Linked DNA regions of Strix aluco: region 1 is linked to region 2. Evidence: chromatin contacts called from public Hi-C data. All regions are on one chromosome and are shown on one strand. The core of a region is the stretch at or near the end of the contact, and the rest is flanking DNA. Distances in the headings are between cores, read along the strand shown.

What was found. Hi-C and Micro-C count contacts between places; a contact is called where the count stands out from the background.
Region 1: a Hi-C map of heart shows a contact between it and region 2, with 7 times the contacts expected there. The contact joins the promoter of MMAA here to the promoter of OTUD4 in region 2. A contact is called at or near these places in 2 of 2 Hi-C or Micro-C datasets (brain and heart).

The regions. Positions count from the first base shown.
Region 1 is chr4:80,275,968-80,279,655 of bStrAlu1.hap1, forward strand. MMAA (metabolism of cobalamin associated A) reads left to right here and starts at 2,173. Exons shown (of 7, transcript XM_074823757.1): 1 at 2,173-2,191; 2 at 3,074-3,547. The coding sequence starts at 3,127.
Region 2 is chr4:80,140,358-80,143,953 of bStrAlu1.hap1, forward strand. It overlaps OTUD4 (OTU deubiquitinase 4), which reads right to left and starts at 1,344. Exons shown (of 22, transcript XM_074823742.1): 1 at 1,068-1,344.

The sequences.
Region 1 (3,688 bases), core at 923-3,422, 140 kb after region 2:
CCATGTTTGGTCACATACTTTAAAAGACGATAGGTGAAACATAAGAGCACTGTATAATAGGACAGAATGTAGATTAAGGAAACTCTAGATACGGTTCAACTTCCAAGGAATTCTTTTGCCAATTTTGGATGAGGTCAGAGTAACATAAAATCAGAGATGGTAGAAGAGTGCACAGTTCTGAGACACCTGTGTAGTCTCTATTCTAGAATATTGAAAGAAGGGGTGTATATAATTGACAATGTGACAGGGAGTCTTCCTGTCATATCTGACGTTCAGCGACTATAGTCTCTGGAGAAAAGCAAACTTGTTGAAAATAGAGTTGAGGGGAAAGGGGGAAAAAGAAGAGATGACTTGAACAATTTGGACTTCCACACCTCACCAGTGTGCAAGGTCTTGAAAATGGAAGACTGTTCTAAAACACATAATGCTTGTTCATGGTCATATCAGATTGGCAGTGCAACTGATGAACTGTATAAAATAGCAGAAGTTTTGTTCTTAACTGCTGAATGCACAATTTAATCTCATTCCTATTATTCCGGTCCACAAGATTATCATAGAGAACTGAACAATCCACTCTCCTCTTCAGCATTGACAAAACATGCAATTTTGTGTACCCATTCATCTAGCTCTTGCAACAAGGTCAATGACAGAAGTATTCAAGATGAAAGCACACAAAGTGGGGAAAAAGAAGCAGGATCAGTGATCTGTGATGAAACCATAGCAGAATGGCTTTGTTGTTGTTGCCACTGTTATTATTTTAATAACGGGGATGTGCTACCTTGGTTTAAGCACAGCACTTGAAAGAGAGCCTTAGAAAACTTGTTTAAGGAAGAGATAGCGATACATGATAGCTCTGAATAAAGACACGCTTAAACAAAAAGACTACACGAGGCTATTTTGAAATGGGAATTCTTGTCCCTTTCTGCTGTGGTTTCATCACATGCTGATATGGACACAAAATTGCATGTTTTCTGAACTCTGAAGAATGGATTGTTCAGTTCTCTGTGTATGATAATCTTGTGGACTGGAATAATAGGAATGAGATTAAATCGTGCATTCAGCAGTTAAGAACAAAACTTTTGTTATTTTATACAGTCCATCAGTTGCACTGCCAATCTGATAGGATTGTGAACAAGTCTAACACATTCTAGAAAAGTGCTGGTATCATTCTAAGGTACTAGTAACTGCTCAGCCAGGGGCCTGTGTGCGTTTCTGTTTGTTGGAAATAAATGCATGTACTTTAACAAGAAGAGGTGCAAGAAAGGGATGCTAAGATGACTAAATAATAACAACAAACCCACAGCCACCCTTGCCTGAGAGGAAATTTTAAAGATCAGGTTTAACTTGGCAAAAGGAAGACTGAAAAGAAATATGATTTAATAAACATGTTTGGGGGATTTAAACATTTCTTCTGCCTTCCTGATATCTGAAATGAAATCAGGGATTAGTAAATTGTCAATGCATTTTTAAGACTTCAGGCCAGGAGTGAAATGAGGATTTGTAACATCTTTTCTTAACAAGGAGAAGGCAAAGAAACTTATTACATCAAGGTGGAGTAACTGGAACTGGGTCTTGAGTGTATCTCCAAAGAGAGAACTTGAAAAGAGATTTGGTTGCCACTGTTGTTTTGTACCTCTAGTGCAATTAATCTTTAACATTCCTTTATAGAAAGTTTGTTTTTGCACTGACTGAGTTTGCTAGTTATGATATCCTTAGGATTTTAGATGAGGGTTGAGTCGCTTCCTGAGCCTAGGCTGAGGTTTCAATGGGGTTTGATGCACAAGGACCTGCGGAGTGGTGGATGATGGGCCCGGTCTCCCTCTGCAGCTTGGGGCGCAGCTCACGGCGGGCAGCTGCGGAAATTCTGCCTTGGTACGACCCCAGCCCCACGCCGCCCTCACGCAGTGCCCCTTTGGTCTGGGGGTGACCCCGATTCCGCCCAGAGCCGGATCACGGGAGGCACGGAGGGTGAAGGAGATGTTCCTGCCGGCATCAAGGCGCGGGAGGCTCTCGGGCTGCCGCCGCCCCTCCCCTCTCCCAGCCCCCGGGCCGCCGCTGCCGAGGGCCCCGTCTCCCGCCGCCGGAGCGCCGCCGCGGGCGGGGCTACGCGGGCGCCGACTTCTGGCGGGGCGGGCCCTTCGCCCCGTGGCCGGGCGGGTTCCGGCGCGGCGTTATGACGTTACTTCCGCCGGTAGGTGGCGGGGCGGGGGGGTCGCGCGAGGCGATACCCCGTACCCCCAACGTCGCCCCCGGGCTGAGGAGATGATGGAGCGGGTGCGGGGCTGGGGCCGTCCGGCGGCCCGGTAACGGGGGACGGGGCGACTCGGCAGCCTCCTCGACCCGCGGCGGCGGCGGTGGGGGGAGCCGCCCTGTCCCGCCGGGAGCGCGTCGTGGCGGCCGGGGCGAGCCTCTCCCCTCCCGCCAAAGGCGTCAGAAAGCGGTGAGGGAGAGTGGCCTGACGGGCCCTCGGAGCAGCTCTGCCGGGGTCGGGCTTTCAGGCTTCTGGCGGCGCTGAGGTGGGTAGGAGGAGGCCCGCCGAGCGTGGGGGTTGTGCCTGGTGCTGCTCTTCGTGTCCGTCCTCTGGGAGGTTTCAGCTCCTTGACTTTATTTCTAAACGTGCTCGTGTCTAGACCGTTTGGGGGTTTTTGGCTTTTTTTGGTTTGTTTTTTTTTTTTCCCTTCTGGAAATAACGTGTAAAAAGCTCCTGCTGAATAATTGTTTTAAAAAGGCCTGCAGCCGTGAAAGTAGAATATATGGCGATTTCAGGTTTGTTCATGGATTTTTAGGGTACTGTGTGTGCCCTTAGAGGTTGTCTTATTTGAAAATGCTTTATATTTATTTGATTATTTATAAAAATGATATGTTCATTTATTAAGTATGATAATAAAGAGATGCTGTGCTATTGAAGCTTCCTTTTATTCTGTTTTTCTAACGGGAAGAGGGAGCTGTCTTTTTTTGTTTAAAACAGTAGGTATGGATAAAATAAAAGCTGATGATCACCTGCATACGTAGGTTTCATTTGAGTCCTTACAGGTGCTTTGAAGGAAGTAAGAACATTTTTCTTTCTCTTTAGGGTGTCTGCAAATAGAAGTGAACTGATACCTCTGTTATTTCATCCCAAACAAGATGAAGATCCCCTCTTTGCTGCTGAGATTCCCTCATTGTTATTTCTCTAGAAGAACTTACTTCACAAACTTCGACTTTGCTTCCAGAGCAGATTTCCTGCGCGTTGAATCTCTTACGCCAGCGCACCTCGATCGTGTAAAGTGGATGTGGTCATCGAACGGTTTGAGGAGAGAGCTGTGTCAACAAGTGGCCCCTGACCAGCAAATAGAGGGACTTTCTGACAGAGAACAAAGACTTGTAGACAGACTTTACAATGGATTAATCCAGGGTCATAGAGCCTGTTTAGCAGAAGCCATTACACTTGTAGAATCAACTCAGAGTAGGAAGAAGAAAATAGCGCAGTTTCTCCTTCAGAAGGTATTATCCTACCACAGGGAACAAGAAAAGTTAAATCAAGGAAAACCACTTGCCTTTAGAGTGGGTTAGTCCTTTTATGTCTGTCCATGCTTTGATGGAATTACAGTCTTCACCTTTCATTATCACTATTGTTCTTTAAGCATCATGGTCTGTAGTCTTGGTTCATTGGTTTCTTATGGTTTGTAACCAATCTAGACCACTTCTG
Region 2 (3,596 bases), core at 94-2,593:
GGTTAGAGGAAGGGCAAATGCCTTTCGTCACATCTGCTCAACTCAAGAACACCTGTACACACAAGGTCATCTAGTATGTGACAGAATGTAAATGTAGTTCTGATGAAGGGAATACACTGAGAAAATTAAATAATTTAAGTCATATAGTGGTCAGTTGCTTAAAAGCCTGCTCTTTTTGCAACTGACTCCTTAAGTCGATCAAGCAATGGTGACCCACAGATTAGTTTTTCCAAATACTGCTACTCAAGAAGCAATCTGTTTCTAAAAAGGTGAAGTTCTCGCTGAAGGTATCTAGCCTGTACACGCACAGTTTCTAAGACAGAAGGAGAAATGCATCCACCAAAAGACACCTGAAATACCTCAACATTAAATGCTCTATCAAGATAAGAATGGCCAAATTATAACTCATGAGTTATTACAGATGTTCTAATTAGCAAGCAGCTTTATTAAAACTTTCAGCCAGCACTTCTACCACAAGCAGCAGCTCCAGCCACTAGTTCCTCCTCTGCACCAACCTCTATTGCCCACACAAGCGCTTCTGCTGCCTGTACACTGAATCAGCTCAGAAAGCTGACTCAAGCTAAAAAACAAACAAACAAAAAATCACCCCAACTTTTATTTTTAAACCAAGATTAGTTTTGTGATTCAGTTCACGGCCTGCCTGTGCCAACACCTGGGCCGGCAGAGGGGAGGGGGGGGCAGCGCGGCGGGCGGGGGCTGCCTGTACTCATCCAACCGCAGCCTTGGCGGGAGGAGGCCAGCTCTCACCCAGCCTCTCGCCTGTCCTTTCCCGCTTCAGGCAGCGCCGGTTCACCAGAAGCCTCCTCCCAGCCCGCAAACCTGGCCTGCGCGACTCGGCCCAGGCCAGGGCCGCGCACCGGGGCAGGGACGGCCCCTCGGCCTGCAGCCCGGCGGAGGAACGGGCCCCACGAGGGGCCCTGCCTGCGCGGCGGCCCTCCCGCCGGGGGCACACGGGCCGCCGGGACTGCGGGACCGGACTCCCCGCCTGGAGAGGCCACGGCGCGGCGGGGCCCGCACCCTCCCCTCAGCCGCTGACTGGCACTTACCGGCGGAGGGGCGGGCGGCCCCCTCCTTCTCCTCTCCTCCTCCCCCCGAGCGACGGCGGCAGCGGCGACGCCCCCTCCTCGCCTCGTCGCGGCCCCGGCACTTCAATCTCCCGCGGCGGCCGCTCCGCTCGCGTCGCTCCCCGATGATGCGGCCGCTGCCAGCCCCGTCCCGGTCTCGCCCTCCCGCTTCGCCGCCCTCTCATCACTCTTCGGCGCCCCCCCTCCGCCCGCTATTGGTTTGTCCCACCGGCCACACCTGTGCGGGCTGCTGCGGCTCGTACCATTTGCCGCACGGGGGAGGGAGGAAGGAGGCGGCAGGGGAGAATACGCAGGTGCTGGAAGATGGAGGGTTTCGCGGGGTGTGTGTGTGGGGGGGGGCTGTTTTTCCGGGCTTCGTCGCTGGGCGGCTTTAAGGAGCCGCGTGGTGCTGAGGCGAGCGGCGATGTCCTCATGTCGCCACCCGCGGGGGCACGCAGTGGTACCGCCGGGGAACGTCTCCCTCCCCCCAGCCGGCAGGTCCCCGCGCTCGCGGCCACCAATGGCGGGAGGGGGGTGAGGGTCTCTGCCCGCCCTCACACCCCCTGCCTAATGGCACCGCTGCCTTCAGCAGCAGTTTAGCCTAGTTGTAAGCACACACCCCCCCCCGCCCCGGCTGTGGGATGCAACGGAAAACGTTTTTAAGAGTTTTTCTGACAGGTATTTTTTGTAATGAGTTAACAGCCCGGAAGAACAAGTGTGGGACAGGAGAGAGGGGGGATCCGGCAATCGCTGCCCAGAGGAAAAATTGTTAAAACTCTGCCCTCGGTATATGCGTGCTGTTACAGTGACAGTGTGTATTTTCATATCGCATTGCTCTTTCTCAGAAATGCTATAACGGATGTGAAGAAATACGTAAAATGTCTGTAACTCAGTGGTGGGAAGGTTGCGAGAAGATAAAGCAAGTGTGTAGCAAATTAAAATTTGATTTTTTTTTCCTAATAAAATGCTTATTCAGTGTAGGAAGTCATCACTCAAACGCACGACCAAGCCAAAGTGTTTAAGGGGACCTAATAAAAAATTAAACAAATACTTCAAGCTAGCTAGCATAAATATTAATAACGGTGATAAAGCCTGATGCTTAAGGGGACACAGTAAAAAAAAAAAATAGAAGCGTAGTCTGGTTAGAAAAAAAAGTATTTTTAGGTTGCCCATTTGCTTAGTAGTCCATTACGAGATTTTGGATTTGAATTGACCATTTTTGGTTGAAATAGAATATGAGGTTATATAAACTATTAGGCTTATCTGGTAAGGTGCAATTCAGTTTCCCTATTCTGTGCATATTAAATTGAAGCTGGCATGTGAACAGTACTTTTGAAGACAGTAGGCTAAAACGCAATCCTGTGGAAGTCATTTATCCCTATATGTTCTTAGGTTTCCAAAGTTAACAGCACCGTACACATTTAAGCTGGTAGTGCCTCCGTGTGCCTGCGTTTGTGCCAGACAGTGAAGCGCGTTGAGAAAACTGACCCAGCTGACAGCCAGGCGTTCCCCTACGTTATTTTTCAGTGAGATCAGGTCTGCAAACCATTTTGTTGTGCACTTGCTGCACAAACACTGACACAAGAGAGGGAGAAGGTAGGAAAGAGAAAATAGATGAAGAGGAGACGAGAGGTTTTGGTTTTGGTATAGTGCCAGGTCAGATCTTTGTCAAACTTCAACCTGAGACATCAAGGATGTTAAGATTTAGAGTTGTCCCAGACCCCTTGTACCAAATCTGAACAGCCTGTTCAAAGTCTTTATTTAATTCTTCCATGGTAAAATGCGTTCCCCATCAGATGCGTGCATTCTGACAAGTAACGATTACTTGGGTTTGGAGTATTTTGTGAAAGTTTACAGTTTCTTACCCAGGTTGTGTTCCTACTGACATCTACAAAACAGTTACACCCCTTATGCAGAAGCTTTAAAAAATACGTATACAAAATAATTGAACAGTAACAGATGCTGTTACCTGTTGAAAGGAAAGAATAAACCTTTCCAGACATCAGAGGTACCATAAATAGTTCAGTCCAACGTTTAATTGAGTCAGTAGGAAGATTTCTGTTGCCATTTGTGGGTGATGGATCAGGCTTAAACACAGAAGGGTAAGAGCATCTTCAACATGAACCATTTTATTTATGGATCTCTGTGTGTAGACCAACTTGGTTTTAATTCTGCTGATGAAGAATAGACCTGGATTTCATGTCGGTGTCACAGAATAGCAGTGCAATCATAGCAAAATATAGTAATGGTTGCATTACTCCTGCATTCTATTTATAGCTGACTGCATCTCTGTGCTTATGCATACATCAAAGATCATATACTCCCAGGATCTGCATTCCTTCATTACACATCAGGGAACTTCAGAAATGCAGTCTACTCAAGTTTGAAAATATTATTCTTCAAAAATGTAGTAATCATGTAACATTTTGCCTTCTGGAGAGTTTTGGTCAAGGCTAGAAAACCCAGGCTGATATTTTAAGAGCTTTCCTTCCATGCGGATTTAATACCGCA